Regions from separate parts of the Mus musculus genome. Here all the other regions are linked to region 1. A link is a contact called in public HiChIP or PLAC-seq data. All regions are on one chromosome and are shown on one strand. Each heading gives the region's core, a stretch centred on a gene start, on an enhancer-like site or on the middle of the called end of the contact. The rest is flanking DNA. Distances are from core to core; before and after follow the strand shown. Region 1 overlaps Rpap2 (RNA polymerase II associated protein 2). Region 2 overlaps Evi5 (ecotropic viral integration site 5). Region 3 overlaps Evi5 (ecotropic viral integration site 5).

Region 1 (2,798 bases), core at 112-2,611:
GCTAATCAAGGGCCCAACAAAGGTGTTTTGGGTTTTTTTGGGTTTTTTTTTTTGTTTTGTTTTTTGGTTTTTTTTAGCAGACCCTGATCTGCATTGTTCTTCATGATGAATTGAAAGAGAATCACAAAAGCTTAAAGGATCCATAGAGTCAGTCTACTCCCTTTGTTAAGCAACCTTTCAAAAATTGAGCATATTTTATAAGCTAATGATGGCTTCTGAGTGAGGTCAGAATTCTTCTCATTGTAGTCAGCGTGATTAATGGAAATTGTGAAGGCTCAGTCTACAAATACATTTTCTTGTTGATATCATGTAACCAGAGCCTCTGCTCTTGCTGGTTTTAGGACATCTTTGGATGAGACAGTGCTGCCTTTAATCTGTAGTGTGGCTGTGCTGTTACCCAGTAAGTCCACTAGAGGGCACTGGTGTCACTGAACCGGTTTTCTAATGCATTTCAGAATAGCAGTCCTTAGTGTTTATTGTAGAGATTTTTATTTTAAGTCAAAAACATAAATTGCATGACAGTGATTTAATAGTCAATTTAAAATAAAAATTTTAAATCCATTTCAAGTAAAAATACATTATTGCAATGAATTATAAACTTTTAAATTAATACATCTTATAATCTGACATATACATATAACTTTAAAAACAGTCATTAAATGTCTATTTTCTGCCATTTTTGTGTCATACTGATCACGTGTCTTGTTGTCACCCGCTGTTTGAAGAGCAGTTTTATTTACTCCAGCTCAGGGTTTCAGTAATGCTATTAGAAAACCATTTCTTAGCCCCAGACTATGGTTCCTCATTTGTAAAAGTAGAAGTTTGCATTTGTTTTAGTCACATTCTGTTTAATGATCAGCATGAGCCTGGATAGACTTGAGCTGTCTTGTTATAAGCAAGAATCAAATTCTTAATTGTGATTTAAGAATTAAAATTAACTAGAATGCTTTTGTTTATAAAGATGAAGGTTGATGGAGGACTGGGTCAAAGTTCTAAATGAGAAGAAAAGCCAGGGGTATTTTTAAATGTGTTTTAACCCTGACACATCATGGTCTTATATACTAATAGGAAACAGAATATTAAATTTGACCCAATTTGATCTCAAATAGATTATTGTGAATATGAGGATACATTTATTAGATTTTAAAATCCCCAAGTTTACTATTTCTCTTCCTGATATATTAGAGTTGGGAAGAGTCATAATTATAGGGAAAAAAGTATCTAAAATTAAAATGCACTCTTAAGTACTGGGGGATGGTGCTTACAAAAATGTCTCCTGATAGTCTGCCAGAGGCAAAACCCCGAGTTAAAGCTGTGTGGTTCATAATGTGTGATGTGTCTCACACTGGGACTTAGAAACTGCTCACGAGGCTGGTGGCCACAAACAGACCACATACAGTTCTGGTGCCGAAATACTGTGCTTTGTAGATAGTCTGTGGTTGCATTATAAATCCTGTATGGTTTTGTAAATGTAGAGTCTGACAGACCTGGGAAGACAAAAGTTTCTAGAATTATGTGCTAAATCTAAATAAGGAAGGACACACGTTGAAAAGCAAATTTTGTTTTTAAAAAATCAATGCTGACAGAGCTAAAAGCATCATGTGGCCTAGAGTTGGGGATTTTTCAGTAGCAGTTGTAAGCAGTAAACATGCACAATCTCAGGGTGGAAGCCAAAGCGTCCGAGGAACAGGTTTTATAACCTCCTCCTCCTCCTCCTGAGCATACACCCCTGCTGTCGGAGCAGAGGAAAAAGAGTTCAGTGTGTTCAAATACACTTGAGTCTTACCGCAAGGAGCACTGTTGTGTTGATGCAAGTGATACACAAATATACAAACATATCTACATGAGGTTTGGGGCATAGATTAGTTCTGTTTTAGATTCACTTTGCTAAAATTTAAGTTAAGCTTCTAGAGCCAGGTACGATTGGCAGCATTGAGAAGGCAGGAGGATAAGGAATTGAAAGGTCATTCTCCAGTACATTGTGAGTTCAAAGCTAAATCATGCCTCTAATTCCAAAATATAAATACAATTACATTAATCAACTAACTTTCACTTTAGTGCAAATATGAGAATGCCTTTATGAACCACCATTTTGAAAGCATTCTTTAAGTAGGACAGTTGCTGGTTTGTGTTTTCTAACTGTGCTTTCAGAATTATCACCAGAGCAACATAAACTTGGAAGAAGATACTCAGCATAGAGAGAAATAGCCATCTTAACACAAAAGATAACTTTAGCTTTATCCAAGAAAGAATTGAAGGATGATGTATTCTGTCTTGTTCTCTGCAAGACTGCACATAACAATGTCAGTTGTAGTGTAGGTACCATTCCTCATTTCACAGGTTAGGGACCAACAAAGGTGTTAGTCACTCAGGGTATCAGCTGGTGTCAAGGTTGAGAAGGACAGTAAGATTTGTAAAGTACGTTCAGAGCCTGCAAGCAGAACATACCAAAAGTGATGTCCTTGGGGTTTGGTTTCTGATTTTTTTGTTTTTGTTTTTGAGGGGGTTGTGGTTGTTGTTGTATTTGTTTTTCTCACACCAGAGGCAACATGAGATGGAAAGAGCTCAGAATGTGAAATGAGGCCTAAGAGCCAAGAGGAACCAGGAGCCAGACCAGGCACTTTCTCCTTTAAGGTGTGCATGTATCACAGCACTTAGGACATGGAAGAAACTAGTACCTGTCTAACACACAGTTGCTCATCACTCCTGCCATCAGAAACAATCAGACACAGCAGTGTGAGCCTGTGGTCCCCACTGCTAAAGGCTGAGGCAAAAAGGTCAGTTGAGACCTGAAGTTA
Region 2 (2,798 bases), core at 93-2,592, 230 kb after region 1:
GAGCACCAACTACTCTTCCAGAGAAGCTGATTTTGGTTACCAGGATCTACACAATGGCTCTTAACTATCTCTAACTCAAGTTCCAGGGGATCCAATGCCTTCTTCTGGCCTCCATGGGCACCAGGCATGCATATATGATATGTATATATGCAGGCAAAACACCTATACCCACAAGATCAAATAAAAATAATTAAAAAAAAAAAGAATTCTCAGATACACTAAAGCAAACAACATAAATTTGTAAAATCAAAGATAATCCAGGCATAGTTGTACCTGCCTTCACTCTTAGCCCTGGTAAAGCAGCAGCAGGTGGATGTCTGAGTTCAAGGCCAGCCTGGTCTATACTGTGAGTTCCAAGTCAGCCAAAGCTATCTATTGAAACCCTGCCTCTAAAAAGCAACAGCAAAAGATATGTGCAGACAACAAGCAAACATGTAATAAGAATACATGAACATCAGTAGAAAAACAAATGAGTCCACATGCACTACTGGGGCTAGAGAGATGGCTCAGAAGTTAACAGCACTCGCTGTTCTTACAGAGGACCCAGGTTCCCAGCACCCACGTGACAACTCATAACCACCTGTAAGTCCAGCTCTAGGGAATCCAGCACCCTCTTCTGACTTCTGCAGCTACTAGGCACCCATGATGGTCAGACATGTATGCCTGCAAACACTCATATACTTAAAAGTCAATAATTCTTGGGGACTGGATACATGGCTCAGTAAAGAGCACTAACTGCTCTTCCACAGGTCCTGAGTTCAATTCCCAGAAACCACATGGTGGCTCTGACTTCTTCTTCTGGAGTGTCTGAAGACAGCTACAGTGTACTTGCATATAATAAATAAATAAATTAATTAATTAAAAAGATTTATTTTTTTAAAAAGTAAATCATTCTTTTTTTTTTTTTTAATGCATTATTGCCAGACATGGTGGCACATGCCTGTAACCCCAGAACTTGGGAGATAGCAGCATCCTCCTCAGCTACACAGTGAGTTTCAGGTCAAACAAAAGATCCTATCTCAAAAGACCAAAAAATAAATAAATAAATAAAGTGAAAGTAAAGCAAAATAAAACCATGTAGTATCAATACCTACCAGAATGGCTAAAATTCAAAGCCATGATCATGGTCTAGGGCTGTAGCTCAGTTGGTAGAGTGCTTGCCTAGCACACAATGCTCTTGATTCAATCTCCAGCACCACATAAACTGTGTGTGGTGCACCGCCTGTAGCACCAGCACTCACCAGATAAAAGGCAGGAGAACAGGAAGTTCAAGATCTCCCTCAGCCTGGGCTACAGGAGACCCAAATGTTTGATCACAACTAAAGTGATGAAGGTAACCACATCTTGTCTTAACTCTACTTTGGTTTGCTTAGACACTTCTCAGCCTCTACCCCACAACAGTGACATCTGCATTGACAACACATTTGGAATTTCCATGACCCTAGCCATGAACATGAACACGAACTTTAATAATCAAAGAAGATATGTCAGGACCAATTGTCGGCCAGGTGGTAGTGGCGCACACCTTTGATCCCACTACTTAGGAGACAGAGGCAGCTGGATCTCTATGAGTTCAAAGTCTATAGCCTGGTCTATAGACTGAGTTCCAGGACAGGCAGAAACAGCAGACAGTTTCTACAGAGAAAAACTCTGTCTCAAGAAAACCAAACAATGCAGGGCAGTGGTGGTGCACTTTAATGCCAGCACTCGGGAGGCAGAGGCAGGCAGATTTCTGAGTTTGAGGCCAGCCTGGTCTACAGAGTGAGTTCCAGGACAGCCAGGGCTATACAGAGAAACCCTGTCTCAAAAAAAAAAAAAAAAAAAAAAAAAACAAACAAACAAACAAAAAAAACAAAAGCAAAAACAAAAAAAAAAAAACTTATCCTTTACCCTTAGAGCTATAGCACTGTACCGTGACCAGGCACAAAGAGCTGCTGTTCCCTACTTTCTGTTGAAGATGATGGTCCAGAGACTCCTGGAACTCACTATATAGACCAAGCTGGCCTCAAGCTCAGAGTTTGGCTCTGCCTTGTTGAGTGCTCAGATCGTAGGACTGCACCAACACTCATCTCTAATGAGTTCAAAGAAAACAGAACCAGGATTCCTAACTAAGGAAATAATTCCTGTCTTGCTCTTATGGGAATGGGACACTTTGGCTTCTATAGGATTTCTCACTCTAAAATAAAATCAGATACCTAGACTTGACTGAATTATTTTATATTTTAACCAAAGGAAACTACTTAGAAAGTTTACAATAAGAAGGGGGACTGAGAACACAGGTCAGTAAGGGAGCGCCCGCCTAGCATGCACGGCCTCGGGGTTCACTCCTCAGCTCTAAAACACTTTTAAAAATTAGTTTTGCCCTAATAATTCATAAAATTCATGAAGGATTTAGAGTCAAAAATGCTAAGAAAGGAATGGGGAGTGCTATTAGCTAAAGCATATCTTAGTCTTAAACAAATGTCCTCAGGCAATGCATGAAGCTGTATGTTACATAATTCTGATAAACAACACCCCAGAAACAAGGAAACAAGCATTCTTAGGCGGACGTTTGGTTTGTATGATAATCAAGAGAAATGTCCAGCAATTGCACTCACCTGTTTTGTTCCTCCAGCTTAGCCAGGAGTTCTAAGTCGTCTGGACTCAACTTTGATGGGGAAGATGGTGACTGTGTTGGTGTTGACAGTGTGGTAGATGAGGATGTAGTGTGTAGTGAGGCAGATGGACTTGCCACCTGACTGGCCATCTGACTGACTGTATGCGATACTGTGTTCTTCACCCATGAGAGAGTAGAACTC
Region 3 (2,798 bases), core at 82-2,581, 150 kb after region 1:
ACAGTGCACATCAGTATTATATTCTTCTGTTACCTAGCCCCTTCCATTGTATGACATGCTGCACCTCTCCACTTATCAGCTGACAGATATCTGGACTGGTTTTATTTTCTGGGTACTGCAAAAAATTGTTATAAATATTCATGCACATGTCTCAGTGTAGACATTTCATTTTTCTTGGGTATAAAGACAAAAGTGGAACTTCCAGGCAAGATGGTAAGTATGGTTAGCAATTTGAGAAAATGAAGCATTATCTTCCAGTATTTGTATCATTTTCTCTTCCCACTTACCATGTACAGAGTTCAGATTTCTCCACATCTTTGTCAATTTTAATTATATCCTTATATGTTCCTGGTTAGTATAAAACAGAAACTTACTGTAGTTTTGATTTGCATTTCTTTGATGGTTAATGATGCTGAACTTTTTTTTCTTGTGGTTATTGGCCATTTGTAGATTATTTTAGCAAATACTCTACTGAAGTATTTTTTTTTAGGGGAAGGGAGTCGAGACAGAGTTTCTCTGTGTAGCTCTAGCTATTCTAGAACTCACTATGTTGACCAGTTGGCCTCACACTCAAAGAGCTCCATCTGCCTCTGACTCCTGAGCTAGCGCTGGGTTAAAGTGTGAACCACCACCGCCCAACTGATATCCTTCACTTGCTTATAATAAATGAATTATTCATCTTTTTATACTGAAACTGAAAGCTTTTGTGTGTGTGTATGTATGTGTGTGTGTGTGTATATATATATATATATATTTTTTTTTTTTTTTTTTTTTTTTGGGTTGGTTAGTTGGTTTTTTGAGACAGGGTTTCTCTGAGTAGCCCTGGCTGTCCTGGAACTCACTCTGTAGACCAGGCTGGCCTCAAACTTGTGTATGATTCAAAAAGAGATACTGACAGGCTAAAAATAAGTAATTGTGTACTTGGAAAAAAATTTCTAACTGATAAAAAAATCCCTAACCCATTATATAATCCTTCTACAAGCAGTTTTTTCTACAATAAAAAATAAATGATTGGGATGTAAAGTAAATAAACAAGTTAATGCATGAATGAAAAAAAATCATTCGAAAAGAAAAATAAGTGATGGCTACCTCCTTCAGCTTCACTTGAAACAGAAAAACATGCTACACTAGAACCGAGTGCTGGAGGCTGAGGAGCTGAGGGTGAAGGAGGCCCATGAATGACTTGCAGTGCTCATTTATTTTCAGGCGCTGCAGCTCCTGATAACATAACTTTAAAACTCGTAGCACCCCTCCCCCTGGCCAGGGAGCACAGACCCCTGGCTAGGTCAGCATCCTACTCCTCTTTGTCTTGAGACGTGCAGGCTGCTCAGTGAAGATTGGGTACTTGCAAACCACATGACCTCATGAATGCTATCTTATCACCTCACAGGTTCCTCACACTGACCACAACTTAAATCAGACAGGCAGCAGAACAGCAGAGTCTGTGACACGTACACTGGTAGACATTTCCAGCTGTTCTGTTTGTGGGGAGAGAAAATCTGATTATCTCGTGTCCAACTGCATCTGTGAGATACTGTTTATGAAAAGCACATGATTCACTGCCTTAAAAACCTCTAGTCATAGTTAAAAACTTTGCGCTTTAGTAAATCTGAGAGCCAGTAGTTCATTTTTAACCAAAGCTCCTTTAACTGATACTCAGCAAATGTTCCTATTTTTTGGGGAACAAAAAAAAGCTAGCACTGTATTATTTATTTTTTAAAAGTAACATAAAAATTAAGTTGCTTGCTAGGTGTGGAGGTGCATGCCTTTAATCCTAGTACTGGAGGAGCAAAGGCCTGCAGGTCTCCCTAGTTCAAGGCCAGCCTGGTCTAACACATTTGATCTAAAGGAAAAACAAGGAGCCATGCCATCCTGGCCTGGTCTCAGGGCCTCACTCTGATCTCTGACTGCTTCCGTAGTCCTCCTGGTCTCTGCTGTGAGCACTTGCCCTAGCAATCCTCTCGCATACATGCCTCTCTACCTGAAACATGCCATGCTGTCCTTCCCCTGGCTGTTTTCTACTCCTCCTCTCGTATACAGCACAGGCAGTCGCAGAGTGGAGGGGTGTGTATGGGGTGTGGGGTACCACACGCGCAAAGAGGCCAGAAGAGGACATCAGTGTTGCTTTATCACCTCTACCTTAGTCCTTTGAGAGAAGATCTGGCTCTGAACCTGGAGGTTGGCTGGAGGCCAACACGCAACAGAAACACACCTGTCTCTACCCTCAGAGTACATAACCACACCTGTTTTGTTTTGTTTTTCTATAACATGGATGTTGGGTTCCAAAATCAGGTCCTAATGTTCGCTAACTGGATGAATATATAAAATGAGCTGGCATTTTAAGGTCTCAGGATCAGTGTCAAAGACAAACCTAAAACACAAGATGAGTTCTCTAATCATCTCTAGAACAATGGAGAAAAAAGCCATGCACAGCTTGGAACAAAAACTAAACTAAAACAAACCCCCTCCTCACATAGATAGATAGATAGATAGATAGATAGATAGATAGATAGATAGATCGATCGATCGATCGATCGATCGATCCTGAACTGCTGTTAAAAAACAAATAAATCAAATAATTCATGAGAACCAAATATCTTCCTTCTCTCTGCTTTAACGATATGTCTGGAAAAACTGGCATAATAGTCAAAGGGAAAAAGCAGAAGTGAGGCAAAGAATAGGAATAACCAGCTTTTAAATATAAGACATTATTAAACCATGAGTTTTCACCTGAGGAAAAAATTACATTTGGTACAATATAATTGTATGTGTATATGTGTGTGTATGTTATAAGATTT

Evidence for each region. HiChIP or PLAC-seq counts read pairs in DNA pulled down with a chosen protein or histone mark.
Region 2: a contact with region 1 is called in a CTCF HiChIP or PLAC-seq map of CD8 T cells, with 7 read pairs. The contact joins two enhancer-like sites. A contact is called at or near these places in 9 of 39 promoter capture datasets (the 3T3-L1 cell line, the C10 cell line, the HPC-7 cell line and 6 more), 2 of 15 datasets of contacts at CTCF or cohesin (CD8 T cells and large pre-B cells), 3 of 115 datasets of contacts at active chromatin or transcription factors (CD8 T cells, large pre-B cells and stem cell-derived neural progenitor cells) and 3 of 9 other capture datasets (adipose tissue, embryonic stem cells and liver).
Region 3: a contact with region 1 is called in a CTCF HiChIP or PLAC-seq map of CD8 T cells, with 17 read pairs. The contact joins two enhancer-like sites. A contact is called at or near these places in 1 of 39 promoter capture datasets (embryonic stem cells), 3 of 15 datasets of contacts at CTCF or cohesin (CD8 T cells, the G1E-ER4 cell line and thymocytes), 4 of 484 Hi-C or Micro-C datasets (the AML12 cell line, the G1E-ER4 cell line, erythroid progenitors and 1 more) and 9 of 115 datasets of contacts at active chromatin or transcription factors (CD8 T cells, the HPC-7 cell line, T-cell acute lymphoblastic leukemia and 6 more).

The regions. Positions count from the first base shown.
Region 1 is chr5:107,611,025-107,613,822 of GRCm38.p6, forward strand. The region is part of intron 6 of Rpap2 (RNA polymerase II associated protein 2); the gene reads left to right. Among named protein-coding and RNA genes, the nearest start is that of Rpap2, 15 kb to the left of the region's middle. Within about 2 kb of position 1,362, at least 15 of the 459 cell types and tissues checked have an H3K27ac peak or open chromatin away from gene starts, as enhancers often do. A contact at or near this core is called in CD8 T cells, where this site is marked.
Region 2 is chr5:107,839,474-107,842,271 of GRCm38.p6, forward strand. Evi5 (ecotropic viral integration site 5) reads right to left here. Exons shown (of 20, transcript NM_001378824.1): 2 at 2,598-2,798. The coding sequence starts at 2,746. Among named protein-coding and RNA genes, the nearest start is that of Ube2d2b, 11 kb to the left of the region's middle. Within about 2 kb of position 1,343, at least 71 of the 459 cell types and tissues checked have an H3K27ac peak or open chromatin away from gene starts, as enhancers often do. A contact at or near this core is called in CD8 T cells, where this site is marked.
Region 3 is chr5:107,757,935-107,760,732 of GRCm38.p6, forward strand. The region is part of intron 19 of Evi5 (ecotropic viral integration site 5); the gene reads right to left. Among named protein-coding and RNA genes, the nearest start is that of Gm42147, 18 kb to the left of the region's middle. RefSeq lists an enhancer at 1,126-1,575. Within about 2 kb of position 1,332, at least 64 of the 459 cell types and tissues checked have an H3K27ac peak or open chromatin away from gene starts, as enhancers often do. A contact at or near this core is called in CD8 T cells, where this site is marked.